2 separate regions of the Ovis aries genome follow, and region 1 is linked to region 2. The links are chromatin contacts, called in public Hi-C maps. All regions are on one chromosome and are shown on one strand. Each heading gives the region's core, a stretch centred on a gene start, on an enhancer-like site or on the middle of the called end of the contact. The rest is flanking DNA. Distances are from core to core; before and after follow the strand shown.

Region 1 (3,581 bases), core at 892-3,391, 44 kb after region 2:
ATATGAAAAAGAATATATATATATACACACACACGTGTAACTGAATCACTCTGCTGTATAGCAGAAATTAACACATCATTATAAATCACCTATACTTCAATAAAATAATTAAAAAAAAAAAAAGCTTGTGATTAGAGGCTGTTCAACCTCTCCCTTCCAACAAGCCCTCTACAAAGAAAATACCAATAGCAGAGCATCTGAAATAGCTGAGACTCTTTAAAACAGACTGCAGAGAAGAGGGAAAAAAATAAGGTGAGAGTGCCAAGAGTCTGGATGAGCTGGGAACTTAGATGGGATGGGTAGGTGGAGAAACATGCAGAACCAGAGGCAGGGTCCACGGCTGGAAAAGGTCTGAGGGACAGAAACCGGAAACGGAAGTAGCTTGGTTTATGAGGCTGGGATAGACATGTGCTTTCATTTTTTACATTTCTGCAGAGAGTTCACTGTCTAGATTCATAGTCAGTGACATGCAGTAACAGCAAGGCTCCATCTTGGCGGTAAGCTAAAACTGGGCCACCTGGCGAGGTGACAGAGGACACGTGGGGCACTCACCGGCCATTGTCACGGCCCACGCCCCACACGCGGATGCTGACGATGGGCTGAGCGTGGAGCACGCTGCGATCCATGGGGTCCACCAGGCTCAGCGTGTCGTTCTCCAGGACCAGGTACATGTCCTTCCCCTGGGATTCAATGAGAAGACTGCTTACCTTCTGCACAAAACTATGCATCCTCAGGACGTTTGTGGCTACCCAGGGATGTCGCTTCAATGATCAAAATATCGCCCCCTGGGTCTGAACTTTGTTTTTTAAGGGAGAAACATCCTCTCCTGATTAAAATATTTATAAATCCATCATCTTCCCCTCACATGCCCAATTTCTCTCTCCTTCTCCAAATCCTCTGAAATGTGTCCCTAGCCTGCTTTTGAGCTGGTTCTTATTTTTAATTATTTATACTTTGAATCTTTACTCTAAGAAAAAAGGCTAATGGTAGGTTCCCTGGAGAATTTGGTCTCTTACTAACTCCAGGTGGGCCAGCCTCTCATAACCCCTCTGTCCCCATTCCTTCCCTTCTGCCCAGACCCTACCAGCCATCCCTGTGATGGACTTCCTGGACCCACAACAAGGGCTGTCTCTTCTCGGTTTGTACACCACTTCTGATCTGTGTGATTTGCCCGGTAAATAGCAGGCACAGCTGTGTGACACTTCTCGGTGCTTCAGTAGCTAATGCTGATGTGCCTTTATGACATCTCAGATATTACAGCACGCTTCAGGCTCCTTGGCTCGTGAATGCTCTCACTTGCCTCAGAGCTTGGTTTGTTATTATCTCCAATTAGCAGATGGGGAAACCGAGGCTTACAGGTTAAGTGACTTGCTCATTATCTGACACAGAGGCCGAGATGCCTTTAGCCACAGGGGGTGTGCTGCAGTGATACCATCACTGGGGAGGGGGAGGTTTCCAGCATCACTGTTCAGGCTCTGGTCTTCTGTCTCCCCATGTATTAATGGCTCTTTGAGGGCAGGAACGCTAGCCTATCCAACTTCATTCCCCTTGCAAACCCTCAGGCATTTTAGGAAATTATTAAATGTTTGCTGTCTGACGGAAAGGCTGTGTCCACTGAAGGTCACAGTCAGCCCAGATGCTGTGGCGTGGATGCCAGGGAAGTCTGTGCTACGCTATGTGATGCTAAGTCACTTCAGTTGTGTCCAACTCTTTGTGACCCCCTGGACTGTAGCCTGCCAGGCTCCTCTGTCGATGGGGATTCTCCAGGCAGGAATCCTGGAGTGGGTACCATTTTCTTCTCCACCAGGATGGTCTAGCGGGGAAGAATGGTGAGGCTTTTTGGCCAATCTTCAAATTCCAAAGCGGGACAGATAAACTGCTCCTTGGTCTGGGTTTTAAGAATGATGTCCCATCACAAGTTTTCAGAGTGAACGTAAGCTCTGCTGCCGAGGAGGCAGACATGGTTGTTGCAATGCCTCCGCTCGTCAGTGCTTAGTTAAGCCAAGCATCTACAACTGAGATCCAGGATGATTTGAAATCTTCCGAAAGGGGAAGAGAGCTACTTCCAGGTAAATTGCACTGACCGTACAAGAGCCTGGAGCAACAGACAGCAGGCCGCCTCAGACCTGAAGCGCCTCCCAGTGTCTCTGTTGGGAACTGCATCTCACAAGGCTTGCGTGTGGGCAGTTTCTTTCTATGGCACAGTTGTGTCCAGACCCTGGGCAAAGAGCCAGCTGCTAATTATCCAGAATGTAGATTAATCATGATTGAGGTGGAGGTCCTAGAGAGATTCTGTCTCCCAGCACCTCATGGAGGCTGGGTAGCTGGTGAGCAGCTAGGTAATGGTTGGCAGAGCCAAGAGGACGAGCCAAGCTACAGGGGAGGGTTGCAGTTCCCCAACCTGTCCCCCCAGTGAAGGCCAGGCTCCCTTCTTCCCGCTTTCAGCTGAGGGCTGCCACATGCTCAGGAGCTGCGTGATCGAGAGTCCTGAGGAGCTGGGGCCCCGTGAGCAGGGCAGGTCCTAGGGCCCCCGGAGGCTAACCAGGTGACCTGCTTTGGGATAACTGAGAGCTGACTGGGAATTTTTGGTGCCTTTTTCCTCTCTCTCTTTGTTCTTTCCCACCAGGAACTGGGTCATTGGCTGCAGCCTAAAAGAAATCTGCAGCCAGACCCAGTGGGGAGTGGCCCCCAGCGTAATTTCCACCCACCAGGAGATCAAATCCACCCTGCTCCTCCCCACCACACACACATACACACACAAAGCATTTCCTTGGGATTGATTCAGGTCCTCACAAAGGCAACAAAGGCCATCTTCATCAGTCAATCCTACCAACAATCTCCGTATTACAGGACTGAACCAGGGACCACTGCTGGCTGATCACCTAAAGCGAGAATGATTGGCCGAGTGTGGAACATCCCTGGAACCCAATAAAAACCTTCAGCGCTCTCAGTCCTGTGTCTCTCGGCTCTGGGGTTTCATAGGCACAGCAGGAATGCAAGCAAGTCTGACATTAATTATTTTCACCTGTAACTTACCTCTCCCCAAATGCCAACTGTATCTCGGATGTCGTTTTTGCAGTAGGAAAGCTGCCGGATGCAGTTGTTGACGGCAACACTACTCTTGCCAGGAGCGAGGTCCTCCTCTGCCATCTCCACCCACCCCAGAGAGCGCACAGCGAAACACTAGGAGAAAATCAGAGATCTGGAGATTACTTACTGGCCACAGGTAGCCTAAGATCCTCTACAAAATGTGCATAATGTGTCTTCAATGACTATAAAATCTTCAGTCATCTAATTTAATAACTAATTCTCGATTGTTGAAAAATTTAATTGTGGCTATTTTTTACTACTAAAAAATGTAGTAATAACTATATTCTTGCCTACCTTTCTGTGTGTTCAGTTTTTTTTCTTAGAACCAATTATTAGAAGTAGAATGATAGGGCTAGTGGGTTTAAACATTTGTAAGCTCTTTTTTTCTAGTATCTGGCAGTATCAGTATCTTTTATCTAGTATCAGGCAGGATTTTTCAATAGTAAGAACCTCAGAGGGTTCTCACAAGGAGTAACCTCTCTGAGATTTGT
Region 2 (3,547 bases), core at 231-2,730:
CTCTCTGTGACCCTCAGAACCCGATTCCTAGTCAGTGAAAAAGGGACAAGGACCCCTGGCTCAGGGTAATCATGAGAACCCAGTTAAATGAGACGGCGTGTGCTAAGAATGTCTGCTATGTCGCAAGTGAACAGACTGCATTGCTGTGGTTATCGTCACCAGGTCATCTGATGGTGTCATGTCCCAGCTGGGTGGGGCTGGGCAGCGACTGAGACAAAACATCTTCCATGGCAGGGAGGTCGCTTGGGGGTAATTGGTGGTCTCTCCTCGGATCTGCTGGGCGCCACTTACCATAGCATGGGGTTACCTCCCCTGCTCCTCTGCACTGCCCCCATCAAAGCCAATATTTGGAGGCAATTTAGCTCATCAGCAAAGGATCCAAAGGTCTGGCTTTCAGTCCCGGTTTGAGTAAACACTCTGCAAGTCACTTAATCTGAATCCTGGGTTTTTCATCTAAGACAGACAAGGACACTGAAGAGCAAAGAGGCTAAGGGCCTTGACCTGAGGGCAAACAGTGAATAAATACCAGGGACATGAAAATTCGAAATCTCCTCATATTCAGATTTTTGGATTCAAGTGCTTTGATTCTTACTACAAAGATGCCTGGGCAGCATTTCCTTGACTAACTTTTTATTTACGCTAGGTGCTTTTGGTTCTTGATAAAAAGATTATACCTAAGTATATGGATTATGCGTAAGTAACCTTAAGTCCAGACACCTGAGGATGCAATCTGTTTCTTTTGTGTATATTATTGGCGTCTTGGCTATTTGAAATCAGAATTGTTACTAGTGGTTCACTTAATGAAATAACATCTATATGTACCTACTATGTTTTTCCCTGAAGGCAGGACTCAGAAAAATGACACTGTGAACTTCTAACAAGGTCTGTTTAGTTGAGGTTAGTAGACCTGCTTGATTTAAGCATTGAAGAGAAAGCCAGCCATAACTGGGGACACTTCAGAGCGATCTTTGAAATGTCATGCAAAAAATGCAGACGAGTCCCGGTGGCAGCTGCTTCATCAACTCCACACCTTGTAATGTGCTGGGGAAGAAACATCAGCCCAAAGTTGGGCTTCTGTGTGAGACGCGCCATTCTGAAAGTGGGGAAGGCTAAATTTAGAGTCAGGCGTAAGCTTACTCCCCCTTCTCACAGTACAAGATGCCAGTGGGAAGAATTCAACCCCAGGATCAAATCCACACTAGCCACACAGGCGAATGCTGCCTGATCAGCACGCTCTCGGCGACTGTTTCTTGGGAAAATGAATGGAGTAAGTAATTGGCAAGGTTTTCATTAAAAAAAAAAAGAGTCTGAAATAGCAGGAACTACTTGGCATGTGTAACTGGGCATCCAAATGAATAGAAAATTCCTAAAAAAAAAAAAAAAAAAAGCATACCAGAATCACAATGTCTATTCTAGCTTTTGGAAGAAGACATATCTCCCCAGCACAGCCACCTACTTCTTATGCAGCACACACTGTCCATGCTTCACAAACTGAGCACGTACAGCAAAGACTTGCCAGGGTACTTCTCGCTCCATGTTTGCAGAATTCGCTGCTTCACGCTACTTTTTGATGCTTGTCTTTCATCACTGAGAGTCTTTTGAGCCATGAGCGCCAGCACAGACCAGCATTAGCCACACAGCAATGAAGTAAAGACACAAAACTTCATATCACGAAAACTCTCGTACCAACGCCTGAACCTGACAGTTTCTCTTTTCCTCCAGCTTCAGATTTCTTGTTCCTGATATTTATTCACTACTTGCCCTCAGTCAAGGCCCTTAGCTTCTTTGTTCTTCAGTTTTCTCATCTGTGAAATGGGAGCAATACTGGTAACTCACCTCCTAAGATATTAGTGCTGGAGGGATGGCCCCTGTTAATCAGTGTCAGGCTCATGGTGGGGCAGCCCGCAGTGTAGACCTGACATACACACCGCACAGTGTGGTCAGTTGAGGGGAAGTAGGGGAGGAAGCTCTGCCAAGAGGAAGGTTTCCAAACCTGTTTTGGATCATGAAACCTTTGAACTCTGATGAAAACATTCCAGAAAGAAATGTCTGCAGACCCACACTTTGACACACCATCTCAGGGGGATGCGGGACAAAGTTCAATAGCCCCAGAAACTCATGCATAGACCCTTTTAGAATCCACACGCTGCAGGTGAAAGATCTCTGAACTGAATTCTGAATTTATGCAAATTCACCATCTGGTGTCTACTAAGTTTCAGACAATTCAGCTCAGGGAAAGGTTCTCTCCTTCCCAAGACCAAACAGCAACAGGAACACCTCTGACAAGTGTACCTTCCTTTGCAAAATGAGCTCCCTTCCCACCTCCCTCCTCCTGTGCCCCTTTCCCAGCACTAGCTACCTGTTAACTGTTGACTGGCAGACACAGGAGCTAAAGCTCCAACTGGAATAAAGTGTGAAGCTGAGGATCTAAAGTGGTGTAAGAGTATTGAAATTCAAGGCACATTTTTCTAAACAAAGGACTTTCTCATGCCACTAGAGAGAAGACACAATACCAGTAAGCTTACTAATGAGGCAAAAAAGGATATTTGAGAGCAACCAGGAAATGAGAAATTTTTAAAGTCCATCTTTGAAGACAGCAAGAATTAATGAGCATCTGCTTGCATCTATGCTGTACTACAATTAAAAAAAAAAACACACAACCACCTTGCTTCTCTGAATATCTGAGCAAATAGAGAATACACATAATTTATGTTTAGTCCTCAAGTAAGAGATAATTCATGCCATGTTCAAGATATAAAGTTTAGGGCACAAAGGATAAAACTAATGTAAAATATACATGAACTGTAAAACCATGGGCTGGCTTCCTTCCTGAAAGGAGAGATGGTAAACAAAAACAAAACAGTTGCTTTTGTTTTTTGAAACAAAGCAAGACCCAGAAAGCCCCTATCTGACAAGGTTCAAGAATAAGGGAACCTCTGGGGAAGATGACAGCTCCCTATACCAGGCAAGTGCTTTTCATGCAAAAAGTGCCATGAAGTCACTCCCACTGGCTGGTACAGACCAGGCTCTGAGTTAAAACCACGATGAGGGACTTCCCTGGCAGTCCAGTGGTGAGGACTCCACACTTTCACTTCAGGGTTCCACCAATGGTCAGGGAATTAGGATACTGCACAGCCGTCAAGGCGTGGCCAACACATACACACACACCCCCCAAATGAACCACAGTGAGCCTGTGGGTGAACTCCTTGCAATTCCACGCACCCAGCCTCATCGAGGCTTTCAAGAGGTTTTAGTGAAAGTGTTAGTTGCTCAGTCATGTTCAACTCTTTGCAAACCCGTAGACTGTAGCCTGCCAGGCTCCTCGGTCCATGGGATTTCTCAGGCAAGAATACTGGAGTGGGTTGTCGTTTCATTCTCCGCGGGGATCTTCCCAACTCAGGGACCAAACCTGGGTCTCCTGCATTGCAGGCAGATTCTTTACCGTCTGAGCCACCAGGGATAGGCTTTAGGGCTATACTTTTACAGATAATCCCAATTCCTTTGTGCAGACAGAAGGAATACGAGAATGTCTGCTCAGTTATGTCCG

Evidence for each region. Hi-C and Micro-C count contacts between places; a contact is called where the count stands out from the background.
Region 1: a contact with region 2 is called in a Hi-C map of mixed tissues, with 2.1 times the contacts expected there. The contact joins two enhancer-like sites. A contact is called at or near these places in 4 of 16 Hi-C or Micro-C datasets (hypothalamus, liver, mixed tissues and 1 more).

The regions. Positions count from the first base shown.
Region 1 is chr6:60,498,015-60,501,595 of ARS-UI_Ramb_v3.0, forward strand. It overlaps APBB2 (amyloid beta precursor protein binding family B member 2), which reads right to left. Exons shown (of 18, transcript XM_060417057.1): 11 at 3,037-3,183; 12 at 553-680. Among named protein-coding and RNA genes, the nearest start is that of NSUN7, 120 kb to the left of the region's middle. Within about 2 kb of position 2,142, at least 8 of the 54 cell types and tissues checked have an H3K27ac peak or open chromatin away from gene starts, as enhancers often do. A contact at or near this core is called in hypothalamus, where this site is marked.
Region 2 is chr6:60,455,126-60,458,672 of ARS-UI_Ramb_v3.0, forward strand. The region is part of intron 12 of APBB2 (amyloid beta precursor protein binding family B member 2); the gene reads right to left. Among named protein-coding and RNA genes, the nearest start is that of NSUN7, 77 kb to the left of the region's middle. Within about 2 kb of position 1,481, at least 10 of the 54 cell types and tissues checked have an H3K27ac peak or open chromatin away from gene starts, as enhancers often do. A contact at or near this core is called in hypothalamus, where this site is marked.